Linked DNA regions of Anser cygnoides: region 2 is linked to region 1. Evidence: chromatin contacts called from public Hi-C data. All regions are on one chromosome and are shown on one strand. Each heading gives the region's core, a stretch centred on a gene start, on an enhancer-like site or on the middle of the called end of the contact. The rest is flanking DNA. Distances are from core to core; before and after follow the strand shown.

The links. Hi-C and Micro-C count contacts between places; a contact is called where the count stands out from the background.
Region 2: a contact with region 1 is called in a Hi-C map of liver, with 2.3 times the contacts expected there. The contact joins the enhancer-like site here to the promoter of FAM149A in region 1. A contact is called at or near these places in 2 of 7 Hi-C or Micro-C datasets (both in liver).

Annotation. Positions count from the first base shown.
Region 1 is chr4:60,075,412-60,082,296 of Taihu_goose_T2T_genome, reverse strand. It overlaps FAM149A (family with sequence similarity 149 member A), which reads right to left and starts at 3,193. Exons shown (of 13, transcript XM_048078345.2): 1 at 2,997-3,193. The coding sequence starts at 3,193. It overlaps TLR3 (toll like receptor 3), which reads right to left. Exons shown (of 7, transcript XM_013179778.3): 6 at 6,727-6,885; 7 at 4,409-6,141. The coding sequence ends at 5,913.
Region 2 is chr4:60,123,335-60,130,618 of Taihu_goose_T2T_genome, reverse strand. LOC106035178 (cytochrome P450 4V2-like) reads right to left here. Exons shown (of 33, transcript XM_066996261.1): 11 at 3,318-3,363; 12 at 2,723-2,781; 13 at 515-677. Among named protein-coding and RNA genes, the nearest start is that of FAM149A, 48 kb to the right of the region's middle. Within about 2 kb of position 2,243, at least 3 of the 3 cell types and tissues checked have open chromatin away from gene starts, as enhancers often do. A contact at or near this core is called in liver, where this site is marked.

The DNA.
Region 1 (6,885 bases), core at 1,944-4,443:
CCTATACCTGTACTTTCAAAGGTCATCATTTTGAAGGCCAAATCTTGAGCTACTGAGAAACAAAAAATCTGGCAGTAGGCAGCAACATTTTTACATCACAGATAAAGCTACCCTTCTTGTACCACATTCACAGACATGTTCTTCAGGCATTAGAACTGTCCCGAAATATGTACAGCAGTTCAAGCAATTTCTACAAAATATTACCCATTCCTAAATAACATAACTAAAACCTTGTCCGATTTATCTTTAGATCATCTAATAGCTGTTATCTCCCATAGTTATCACAATGTTTTAGGTTACCAATAATCACGTTTCTTAAAAAGGAATTGGTATATCTTGATGTCGCCAACATGCTGTGGTAAGTGTAGCATAAGGTATCACATCATCCTCCTAAGGATAATGTGACCTTATATAGCTTTTTTGTTTGTTTGTTTTTCACAAAACAACAGTAGTGCAGGTGGACTTTTCTCCTTTAAAAAAAAAAAAAAAACTATTACTGCTCCTTCAATGGGATTAGAAGGATATGAAATCAATATGTAAATAAACAGTAAATACAAAATCCTATAAACTACTGCTATGGTTTAGCCCTATACTGTACTAGGACTAATTTTGGTCATTGCAGAGCTGAGAAAATTGAGGGACTGAAATATTTAGAGTACCCAGGAAAGATAGGAAGAAATCAGTGCCAGATTTTCTCTGTTTTGCTCTCTCAGTCATCTTGATTGTTATTGACTTGTCAGCAACTAAAGAAAAAAAAAAAAAGTAAAATATGGATTTTTATTATTATTATTAACCAGTCACTCCTAGTTAAATTGCCATTAATGAAAGTGCAGTAGTCATTGACAATGTCTTCTCAAACATTTTAAACACCAATAAAACTTGTCACGAAGGAATTTTGTTCAGGTGAGCAGAAACTTCCTACATGTAACTATCAAGGACATAACACTGCATTCTGCAACTCACAAATTCAAATCTGAACTGTAGGCAAGGAATACTAAAGTTTTCAATATTTAATTGAGATACTTCTTCTACAAACTTAAGTGGAACCATCTAATTAAAAAATGCTAATGTGGAGGTATAGACTTTCCTTGTCAAAGTGATGTATCTTATTCCTTCTACATCCTTCTGGTTTGGTTTGCATTTTGTGTGTGCGTGTGTGTGTGTGTGTGGTTTTGGTTGGTTGGTTTTTGTGGTGGTTTTTTTTTTTGGTTTGTTTGTTTTTGTTGTGGGTTTTTTTTTTCAAGACAGACAATACTTTATCAGAATAAGCTTGACTGCTATGAATAAAATATTTGAAATGCCGCCATGCATACAAAAGTATAACGATTATGGAATAATGAGGGAATATCAGTTAGAAGTGTTTCGGTAGTAACCTGGAATAAGCATTTTGCTGCACACCAACCAGTTTTAATGTAATAAGGTTTATTCTTCATCCCAATACAAGCAAATAGTTTAAGAGTGTCATCCTTTATTTTTTTCAACAATTAAAAAAAAATCAGCCCTTTAACAGGAATACCAGCTCAGACAGCATTATACCCAGCTTTATTTTTGGTATTTAAATAAAAAATAAAATAGTGGGAAATTACAGACAAACACTGACTTGGTTCTAATATTATTTATAGAAAGCATCAAATACATTTTAAACAGAACTCTGTCAATACACCTCAAACCACATTAATCCCGCTACTCCAGAAAGGCTACTATTCTAAACAAATGCAGAAAAATGTTAAGCCTGAAGGAGCTTACAATTTGTTCTGAAATAAAACCCACAACTTTAGATGGAGGTAGGAGGAAATAAAAGCAGCACAGCAGGGAGGATGTTACCCTTCTTGTATTATTCTCACAAGTTACATAGCTTAGCTATCAGGCAATTACAGTATCTCAATTCATTTATTATTTGCTAAAATAAATGTACAAATACCTTTAGAAAAGTGTTTATTTACAAATAGCCATTGGCAATGGTTATTCAGAGAAAAACAGGCTACATCACCTTTACATGATGCTGACACTGGGACTAGCAGGTACAGTTCAGAAAGCAATCCTGGAGTCATCACAGACTCAATATGCAGTGACAGCCAAAGCCACCAACAACACATTGGTCCAGACCAGGAAGGAGACTGACATGGAAAGCATCTCTTTGCTGTGATGTAAAACCTTCCTGCCTCCCCAAAGAGACTACTGTGTGCAGTTCTGGTCCCTGCATCTCAAGGACAGGCAGCACTAAGAAAAAGGCTACAAACATGGTTAAAGGAATAGAGGGGTGCCTAACAGATGATGTGCTCGAAGTTTCCAAAACCACAGAAGAGGCAGATAAATCAGAAGATGATCAAATTTTTATACCTTGCAACACAAGCACTACAGTCATTCCTTGAAATCGGTGGGAGATCAGTTTAAAAAGACACGAGGAGAAAAAAAATAATATATATATATATATGAAAAACCACTTTTTTCCTCTCCTCAAAACAGAGCAGACAGTGCCTTTCAAGAGACTGTTGTTACTAAAGCTTATCAGCAGGTTCACAACCAGATGCATTCGCGGACATCAGGCCCATAAACTGCTTCCAAAAGCACTGGACAGGTGCCTACCTTCTAACACACCTACTGTATCAACCGTGAACACGGGGATGAGCACGGCTTCTCTGCCAGGGGAAACCCTGAGGACTGTAACACAAATATTCTGCTACGTGGAAGCCATCCATTATTAGTATTTTTTCTAGGGGGGAAGTACAAAATACACTTCCAATGCAACAGTGTAACTACTACAGATTCTAGGCAGCTATTCTGCTTTACATTTTCTAGGAAACCTTTCTGCTTTGGTTCAGCAAACAGCCACGAAGTGAGCCCCCCGGCACACACCCCCCTACATCACTCAGGAGCTCTCCAAGCCGGGCACGGGGCGTTTTCCCTCCACACCGCCCAGCACACACCGAAGGACCGGGGCACCCCCCGGGCCCGGGGGCGCTCCCCCTGCCGCTCCCTCCCCGGCTCGCACTCACGGGGGGCTCCGCGGGCTGCGGGATCCCTCCTCGGCGTCGCTCTCCTCTGCCGCCGCCTCCTCGCCGATGTCGGGCAGGGTGATGAGCAGCGCCCGGCCGCCCGCACGGCCCCCGGGCTCCATGTCCCCCGGGGCGCGGGGGGCGGCGGGGCCGGGCCCGGCCGGGGGGCGGCGGGGCTTGGTGAGGGCCAGGTTCATGGCGGCGAGCCCGGGAGGGGCGGCCGGGGCCCTGGCCGGCTTCGGCCCGGTCCTGGCCCGGCCCCGGGTCGTTGCTAGGCCAAACAAAGCCCGGCAGGGCACGCACCGCCCAGCAGCGAGGCCTGGAGGCCGCCATCGAGCCTACGCGCCCCATGGCCGCGTGGTGGTGTAGGGCGGTGATGGTGTAAACGCCAGGGAAAAGGTCCCTAAAGGCAGCAGGGTCTCCGTTCATTCGTCACCCTGCCAAAATGTCTTTCCCCATACCATAGTAAAAACCAACCTCACTGAGCACTTAGGTGGGTAATGTGTTAGTCCTAGCTGCATGTCACCCGTTTGGGAGCTTGCAGCCCTAACATATCCTGCATTAAAACTTAGCACAGAACCGATTCCGAATGTCACTAACTTGTTCATTTCTCTCTGTCATGCAAGAACCACAGAAACAGGCGGGTTCCACCCCAAATCTACAGACTTCAGCATTCTACCTCACTTCAATCCGTTAGATATTCTACTTTCAGCACCTCTGTAGTCCAAGGTAATATCTTCGATGCTACAAGTTTGATACTATTTTTCATTTATTTGATTTTCATCTCCTCAGCAAATCACCATAGTACGGTCTGATGCTACCCAGTGTCAAGAAAACAAACAGCTCAGATACATACTGCTAATCCTGAAAGGACTTACAACTCTTCACCATAAGTAAACCCATTTATTTACTCTCAGTAATACTGAGAAACGTATGTATAGGAGCAGAGCAGAAGTAGAAAACTTCCAGACAAACAAGGAATTTTTGTACAAACATATATATATATACACATATATATATATGTCAAGTATATTGATGTTTTATCATTGGTCTTGTGCTTAAATGCTTTTGTGCTCTTTTTTTTTTTTAACATTAATTTAATTCTCACTGCAACCCTTTATAATGCCTTCTTCTGTTGTAAATTATTTTAAATTGAATGTAAATACTAAAATAACTTTTTAGAACTCACTGTCATACTTCTATCATTTAAAATGATTTTCATTCATCAGCAGTTACACTTACTTTGTATTCTTAGCTATATTACAAAAGTATCCATAACACATTTACTCAGTTTTCCAAGACCAATTTGGGGGGCATTTGGAGTAACAAGGGTGTCTTTTGAAAAATTAGACGTGATGTCTTTTAACACTTTAATGGCCAGAAAAGACCATTCGATCATTTAATCTGACCTCTTGTATCGCATTTCACCTCAGCATTTATTTGTGCATTCTCCGCAGTGTTACAATATTTTTAATATACATGCGAATATAAACAATTGAGTTGAAATGAGAAATTCTGCTTTTTTTGCCATTACAGATGTAGGAAACATAGGTACCCTTTCACGATAATCATTAAATAAAAGAAAGGACAATTGACATGGTGCATACCTGGCACCCCATCCTCACCGCCTTGCCTCCTCAACTTTCACAGCCTATGCATGAAGAGAGAATTTGTCACTTAGCCTGAAAAGGACAGAAAGATGAGATGAAAGCATCACAATGGGATAATCCTATTACTGTAATTAGGGAATCATCATCTATCACTTCATCTGTAAACAAAGCCTTTTGTTTTCACTCCAGGACTTCCTGAGCAAGTGAAGGCAGTCAACACTCCTTTCACTCTTCCTGCGCATGCAAAACCTGTTTCATTAAATATTTCTCATTTATTTTCTGTCATCATGGGACACAGAAACCTATTAAAACCCGATGTTTTTCATCTATGAATGTAAAAAATCATAAGAAAAGCTGCTTAAAATGTTAACTATCGAACCATCTGAAATCTATTGTCTAAAGCAGTAAAGCAACATTCTTGGAATAATGGTGGTATTGAAGCTGAGGAGAGAAATGCTAGGGAAAAAACAGTAAAAATATTCCTCAGCTAACGAAGGACCAAACAAGTACTAAAAATTGATGAAGACAAAGTTTGAAAGGTCCTCTGAAGGAGCAATTAAACATTAATAGAAATATACAAATAACTGTGTAGAGTCAATAAGTTGTGCTCAAACACTCCATAAAATTGCAAACTGTCTCAAACATGATAAATATCATTTCAGAGCACATTTCCCTCATTCTCAGCTCTCTCCAGATCAAGCTACTAGCCTGTAAATCTGTATCTTAATACTAGGCAATTGCCTACTACCCTGTGCTTCTGAAAAGTACAGAAGAAGGAAGGAAGAAACAGCCAAATTAATGTATAAGAAATTACAATACAGAGTTCTGTCTGGTTTGTTCCTTTTCAGTGGCTTTGACTACAGAAATAATTTCCATGTTACTTACTGTGTTTCATATAGAAAGTTTTTCAAGTTTAATCTCTCTGAATCACCCCTTCTGTTTTGAAAACAAATAGTAGTGTCCATTCTACTTTCTATTGCATTCTCTTTAACATACCCATTTAAAGGGGAGAGCCCATGGCTTTTCCACATTATATCAGATGGACATTTTCCCTAGGACTTCAGTCATTCAGAATTTTCAGAATTCAGTCATTTCACAACTGCTTTTTGATACACAGACTGAAATGACTATCAATTGTAGTCCACTTTAAATAATGCCACCTTGGTGCAGGTGAATTGCACTGTAGACAACTAAATTTAAATTAGTGACTCTTGTATTTTTCCGGCATGACAAACTTTTTTTCATTTTTTACTGACAGCTTGCTAGTTTTCTAATGATAGAAAGCTGACAGCTTGACTATCAACATTCACCGTGCTTTACTATTAGATTTAAGTGCCATCACTAATTGCTGATGAAATGCATTGACTCTTTCTTTCTGGGCTGGCCACTTCAAGATGCAGCGAGATCTGAACATTCCTCTTCTCAAGCAAAGTGCATGATTCAACTTGTAATCTTGGATGTCATGAAGAAAGACCAATATGATGGAGTCCCGACTTTGTTCAATAGCTTGCTGAACAGCATGATACACCTTAAACCTGAAGCAAAAATAAGACAAAAAATGCATTTTATTTCATGTTGGGGAAAGCAAGGACAAACAGTTCTTTTGACAGCTCACATATTAGCACATTAGACCCTGATTTTATAAAGTCAAATGGGTTTTAATGTACATTCTGTGATAAGAAAGTGTCACGACTTATGTTAAATTAGTTACTTTTTAACTACAGAAAATTTACATTCTAAAAATATAACCTAAATCGTACAGTCTTTTCCTTCCCTTTCAAGATCACTACAGAGAAGTAATGAAAAGAGTTGTTTAAAGATAAATAAAAATCATCTTTGTATGCTAGTGATCTCACCAACAAAACTTGTTGTGTTTCAAATGTGTAATTTTAAGGAAAGCAATTTACAGAGGTGATATTGACAAAGGTTCAGATATCCACCAGTGTACACGTAGAGCACTTAAGTTCATTAATTTTGTAACTGTTCAAAAATTATGATATATTAAAGTAGAATTTGCATTGCATTTTTAATTAATCTACATAGCAAAAATAAAGATTACCTTATTAAAAATCTGTTAAGAATTTTTTCCCCTTACATACAGTGTTTTATATTCTACTCACTTCTTGCACCAGGGATCCTTTAAGAGATGCTCAGTCACAACAAAAATAATCTTCCTGCTCCTTCTTATACAGTTAATTATGGCTTCAAATTCTGATATGCCTGCTTCAAAGTCCCGTTCTTCTAAACAAAACCTAACTTCAAATTGCTTATTTTTTTCC
Region 2 (7,284 bases), core at 994-3,493, 49 kb before region 1:
ATATGTGGTATATATGGAAGCTCCAAAAGGTCTCCTACAAGCAAGAAGCACAGTCCTGTTCCACCACTTGTAACTGGGTTACGAGGAAAGAAACACACTGGGCACAGAGAGGGAAGGCAGCCTCATCTCAGGATATTGACACTAAATCAAGAGAAAAATATTCTAAAGAGAATGGATGGGGGAGAGGGGTACAATAGAGGGGATCACTGGAGACATAAAATTGGTCATATTGTCCCTCAGCAATAAATAAGTGGCACAGAGGAAGGAGTGCACTGCTGGTGCTATTTCCTTGGAAGGATTGGTATGTGAGTGTGAAAGATTAGCTGTTGTCAAATTTAATCTTTCAAAGTTCAGCAAATACTCTTCTAGATTATAATTTTTAAAGATGCATGGTATTGTCTTCCGTGGCAACCTTGTAGCCTTCTCTGCATGCCTGTGTTCTGTCAAAATGTTACAGAGCTTCTAACATTGTCACAGGACACCAGCAAAATCCACAAGAATATGAGCATTTTACCTCTTTGCAGGATCTTTAGTCCATGTCACTGGCAAGTATGTGAAGAGCAGACAGGTAGGATGGTAAGTACACACTATTTGACAGTAATTGGCACTTGGTGTGAAAACTGTGGAGAGGTCTCCTCCTTGGAAGTATGTATTTTCATAGATCTGAGTCACACATTCTGATATAGAATAACAAAATATGTAAATTATTAGAGATAGGAGTATGGACATTTAATCAGGAGAGGGTGAAGCCACTGCCCCTTCTTGACATTGACCATGCTTTTGACTCCTTTGGCAGGAGAAGAGGGCAAGGGGGGCGAGTAGAACCATTCCTCTGAGAGTCTCATCCTTGCTCTCCAGCCTGGTAGAAATAAAACTCTCTGGGGTCTCTCTGTCCTCTCTCTCACCCCACACCCAAGGCTGGAGCAGGGCAGCTTGAGCAGTGACAGAAGCCCTAGCAGCAGGGTCAGCCATGAGGCCATGAGGTAAGTGCCACTCATGGCAGATCTTAGGAGCAGCAGAAGCATCTTCCAAGGGAGTTCAGTATAAAGAACCATTAAAAGGAAAACCAGGAGGATGTACAGAGCCCAAAGAGAGTTAGAAACTTGTATGTGAAGATTGTCCTATTGCTGAGTGATGCTCTGAGGCCAGATTCACAGTCAGTGCCACTGCGTTTATCTTCAATGGCTCACAGTGTTTTAGATACTTCCAGCTTCCTTACAATCTGCCTCAAACCCAATCTGACTTGCTTCTTAACAACAACAACAAAAGTAGTGATCCAGGAGCAATATCTCAAGAATCTCCTAGAATACAAATAAACTGGATTACCACCTCAGATCTTCAGGAATTCATCAATCCCATATTGAATTCTCTAATGAAATCCACTCACGCTGCACAGCCATGTGACTGGAATGAAAGTACCTAAGTGGCAACCCCTTCCCATCTTTCCAAATTAAGGAATTTGTCAGATCTCCTTGTTAAAATATCCAGAATAAAAAATAAATAAATAAATATCCAGAATTTTCTGGTGTAGATCTTTCCATGACCTTTATTTAAAAACTGGTATTTATTATTCTCTTTAAAAACTGGTATTTATTATTATTATTATAGAATTTCTTTGCCCAACTTTGCCACTAACAGAAAAGCATTTTCTATTACTCAGATAACTTTAAATTATTTATGAAGTAAAATGAAAAGACTATTGCAATTATCTGTTGTATCAGACATTTTGGATCTTATTTACCAACTATTAATGTAAACTAGTACGCCCTAAAAAATAAAATAAAAAAATTAAAAAAAAATAAATCATGGAATTTAATATTATGTTTGACTTTTAATACTACATAAAACTATACTAGCTCTGAATACCTTAGTTTAATAAAGATATTTATTTCCTGAGCCTCAGAAATGTTCCAAGATTTCAGTTCTACTGAGATTTTAATCCGGGTAAAATATTTCTGAAATAATAGTACATTTGTCAAAGAGATTTTGCTAAAAAGCTGCATTACCTCATTGTCCTCTGAGAAAACAGCTAGTACATTACTGAATGTAAATCTGTGTTAGGCCTTAGTTATAATTTATCAGCACAGGGAACTTCAGGGAAGTGCAAAGCAATTTTTGTAGTTTGACTTTTGCTAACCACAGTAAATCATTAACACATTGAAAAACACACAGAGTCGTCATGCACCCCAGCACCAACACAAATCACTGCCAGCTTTACAGGGCACTAATTTGTGCAGGGAGGAAGCAGCTCCCTTCCTAATTGGCTGCCCATGTTGTTAGCTTTGCTGTTGGGTGCACAGCACTTTCTGAAGATCGTATTGGTTTCACAGAGAAGAGCTGGGTACAGCCATGGTCTGACAGAAAACTGCCTGTAGTATGGTCCCAGGTGCACTGGGCAAGGTGAAATCATTGGGGGGGTTGGAAGAAAAATGTCAGTAAAGCCCATTAGAAACTTCAATCCCTATCACAGGGATGGAAAAATTAATTAGAAACTTCCATCCTCTGTGAGTTACCCAAAAATTAATTGAGTGCAACCCCACTCTCTCAGGACCAGGCTGCACTTAGGACTGTGTGTCCTCCCACCAAAATCATGTTGCTCTGTAGCTCTACTCACTCTGCATAAAAATGTTTAGGCCATTTGAATATTACTCTTTTTAATCTCCCCTTCCAGATGAGCTACATTACTCTGTGTACCTGTCTTAGGAGTTATATATTGACTTACCACCGTAAACTGAAGCAAGTAAGAAAATGAAATAAAAAGTCTGATAAATCCAAATCATCCTAAAAAACACAAAATTATTCTTAGGATATTTTTAATAGATGGCGCATATTTAGCTTTATAAAGTACCCCAATGCATATCATGTGTAATCTTATGCTATTGATTCAAAATTATATGCAGTTACAGCATAAATGCAGTCACACACAAGAGCAACAAAGGTTTAGTCCTTTACTTATGGTTGCAAGAAGCACTAAAGCTTATAAGTGCTTGGAGAATTTCTGCTTTGTTTCACATCAGCATATTTATTCTTACTTAGACCGAGAGCAATATTCCATCAGAATATCATTAATCCTGACTCTGTCCTGGTAGTTAAATGGATATTATTATCAATGCAATAAACAAATGACTCACACTCACCACTTCTGGCACATGTTATAGGAATTTTAAATTTATTTCTATATTCTTTTTTTTACATGCTAAACATAAACTGAGAAAGACTCAAATCAGCCACACAACATAATCCACAAATAGATCAATATACACTGCATTGTTGTTACGGAAACCTTTCAATGAATATCAATTGCAGGTGTTACATACCTGAATATACGGTAGGTCTGGATGAACGGATAAGGTTTATGTTCCACTGGGGAAAAAAAAAAAAAAACAGTTTGTGTTAAATATTACTGTGCCTGCAATACTAACTTCTCTTTAATGTTGAACTTTGAATGGGTGCTCATTCTGTCAATATTGTTACTGACCTTGGGCTGCATTTTCAGAGTGCGTATAACAGCACTGCACTGAAATCAAAGTGCAGGGTTAACACCATCTAAGCCTTTGCCTCTTGATGACATTTTAAAATAAAAGGTTTGGAGCAGCCAGCCTCTGCTATTACCACAAGAACCAACATAAAAAAAGGAAATGAGATTCATGCTTATATCAGTATTAATCTCAAGAGTAAATCCTGAGCTAACAGGGAATATTGGTGTGAGATCAGTACGAATGGCATCTCAGGTCCATGTAAATGACACCATTAGGAAACTAATGAAACCAAGGGGAGACTCATCATCTGTGTTTTCTTACTACTATACCATTTTCATCAGGCATTCCCTTGGCAAACAGCATATCCTTTAGCTATGTATTCTGTGCTGTTTTCCCTAACATCATTTCATGTTCTTATTCCTCTGCAGAAATTATTCTGTATGCATCTTCCAGATAGTTTTACTGTGGCCTTTGCTACACTCCTTTTCTCTGTTGTTAGATGCAGCTCACAATATCTTCAGTTTGCCAGAAGCCAGAAAAAAAAAAAACAAAAAACACTGCTTGCATAGGTATGAAATGTAAGTCCACCAACAAGAAGTCAAACTCAATTTAAAGCTGATCTAAACCACTGGTTTTGATTTCCAGCATTCTTTTTAACTTGTGTGACAAAGGGAAATAAATTTCAAATTAAAAAATAAATAAAATACATGTATCATTTCAAAGTGAAATTGCCAAAGGGAAAACCTTTTCCATGTTTTTCCTCTTTTCTTTTAGACTGAATATGCTAGCAAGACAGATAAATATGTTCGAGTCAAAAAGAGTCCAGATCAAAACATTTCAGCCAACTGTGATCGTTCTGAGCATGCTGATGGTTGAAATGATTTTCTTATGACTGATGTATCAGTGAGGCTTCCAAGTCCTCCTGCTTACAGTGGAAGAACTGTCCCAAAGAGCCTTTGTACCCTCCCATGTATCAGCTCCCTTTGCCATCATATGCTTGCAGAAGAGGGCTCAAACACAACAGCCCGCATTTTAAAGTGCTATTTACTGTTTTAAGTGTGCCACAATGACAAGGGAGAGTGCTGGAAGGCTTTACTGCAAAACACACTGATAGTTTATTCCTGCAAGATGAGGTGTTTTGAGACTACGATGCCTGAACAGCTCTGACATTCTTCAGCTCAGAACAGATTTTCCACAGATTTGGCCACAGGGTGCAGAGGTACTGTGGGATAACAGTTTAGGGAAAGGACGCTGCACTGTTCCCAGCAAATACCACCACCAGCTCTCTATCTAATTAGTTTCTCTTTCCTCAGCTCAAAAAGGATGATAATCCCTTACACTTCTGGAAAAATTATCACCTTTCAGCTACAGAACTCTCATATTCCTGAATGAAATCACAAACAATATCATGTATCTGAATATTTACAGCCAAAACAAGCTTTTGTGTTACTCAACCTACATTAGTATTCTATCAACATTTTGTGGTTATTTGGGTGCATTTAACTTGGTGGCACAAAGGTTTTAAAACTTCTCTTCAAGGGCTTTTAATTTCTTCATTTCATTTCTCAGCTGGGTTTTCCAACTCAGATATTGTGCAGTGTTATTTCAGTTCATTACCAGTTCATTGAAAGATAGAGAGAGAGAGAGAGAGAAGAAGAAAAAGAAAACCCAAATACTTTTGGAAAAATAAGTCATATAGTTCAAATGGGCAGAAAAAACAGGGAAGATTGATAACAAATTTCACCAAGACCTTGCTTCTCGTCATACAATATCAATATGCAATCAAATAAACTCATCAGAAGCTTCTGTAAGATTTTGTTTCCATAATCCATTATCTGTATTTTAGAAATTTGTCTAAGGAGAAGGAATCTTGGTTGTTTCATAAGCAAACTAGTGAGGGAAAAAAAAAAAAAAAAAAGACTCTCTTAAAGCAGCACTTCTCAAATTTATTTATCACATTCCTTCCAAAAGCATATACCATTTTAAGTACATCTATGTGTGCATCAATTGGATGTGATGGTAAAACTAAAAACTGAGGCAACAAGGCTATTTGAAGAGAATCACAACGAGCACATTCACTTTGGAAAATAAAAACATTTTCTTTCAGGGGACCTATTCCTACTCATGTGACCAACGTTGCCTAATTTACTTTGGGGCACTGTTACTCAAATCAGCAGAGTTGTACCTCTGTACAGAGAAAACAATGTGCTACGAACTGCTTGTTCCTGAATGAATTTTTGTTCATTACATTATAGGGCATGTTTATAACAGGACAAATTATGAAATATGCTGAGACAAATTCTTAGCTGGTACCAGATTATGGAGCTTCTCTGAAATCCAAAGAGATTTCATGTCTTATGTTAGGAGAGGAGGTAGAAATTCAAAGTGCAATTCTAAAAACATCTCATACTCCTTAGGCTTGTAAAGGATTCCTGTAATATTAGAGCTGCCTGAATTCCCTCACTGTGCTCATTTATCCACCAATAATATTCTGGTAACTAACCAGGATATTGTAATTAAGAGTTAGCAATTCAGATGACAGGGTTTAAAGGAAGAGCTCATCAAAATATTTTGATAAAATTGAAACATTTTCGACGATACAAGTGCAAATTTCAGATGAATCATCTGAAACAAAATGGAGTGCTTGTGTCTGTTTTGACTCTCCTGTCTCATTATGACTTGGTACTAAAAAAACGCTGCTTCAGCCTAAACTGGCAGCAAGTTTGTTAAAATGAAATCTCCCTTGTTGTGCAATTGCCTACTAATTTGATATTTTTTTCTGCTGATTCCAACCATGATTTATGCAAAATCTTGTTCATTAGCAATAGTGGCAGGAAAATTCACTTCTGCTGGGTGTCAGAAATTGTTAAGTTGTGCATCTCTGGAAATTAATAACTGCATACTGCTCTTAGTCTGACTTAGGTCTAATTCTGCCTGCCAAAACAAAAGCTCACATTTCTTACAGCAATCCTATTCAAAAAGCAGCTTCAACATGGGAGAGGAAATACTTCAGAGATCTGTGAGTATCTAGCCTCTGTGATAAGACACCCCCGAGTCATGACCTGGAACAAGAGCATCTCAGAGGAAATGAAGGAAGAAACCAGCAAAACAGTAACAGTGCAAGGTCACATTTCTGTATGGCTTTGTGGACATCCTCCCAGCTGAATAAGGGTGCTACATCAGTATCACGAATATGGTTCTGAATGCTGCAGCAGAAAAACACAACTGAAAATTCTGAAATACTCTCTCTGTATCTTTAACTCTGTGAGTTATAATTACATATACAAAACAGGCCAGAGTGTAATACCAAGTGCTGTTAAAACAGGTTCTACAAACTCAAACTTTCCTTTTTACAATGAAAAAATCTGGAGCATTTTCATCTGTGTCCAAAAGACATTATCTGAGTGAAGAACCAGCTTTCTTACTAGGCCAAAGTCTTCTCATGTTTGGCTTGATTCCATACAAAAGGGCTGCAAAACAATGGCTAGAAAAACTTAATCTTCCATTTATGGAAAGTATTGGACTGCAATTTATCTCAAAATAAAAGCAGCATGGTAGTTCCATATTCTGAGATTACATGTCAACAATAGTCTTCCTAGAAATACAGCCTAGAAATAATTGCACATCAGATGTCAAAAAAAGAAATCAATGCAGATTAAAATAAGGGTCATAGAAAAAAACAGAAGACAGCAACGAATACTAAATAACAAAACACTACCAGGTTTGTTTTGCAAAATGCTTTTTGTTTCTTTTTTTCCTATAAATAAATTTGATTTTTTCTTATAAATAGAAAAATACATAACTG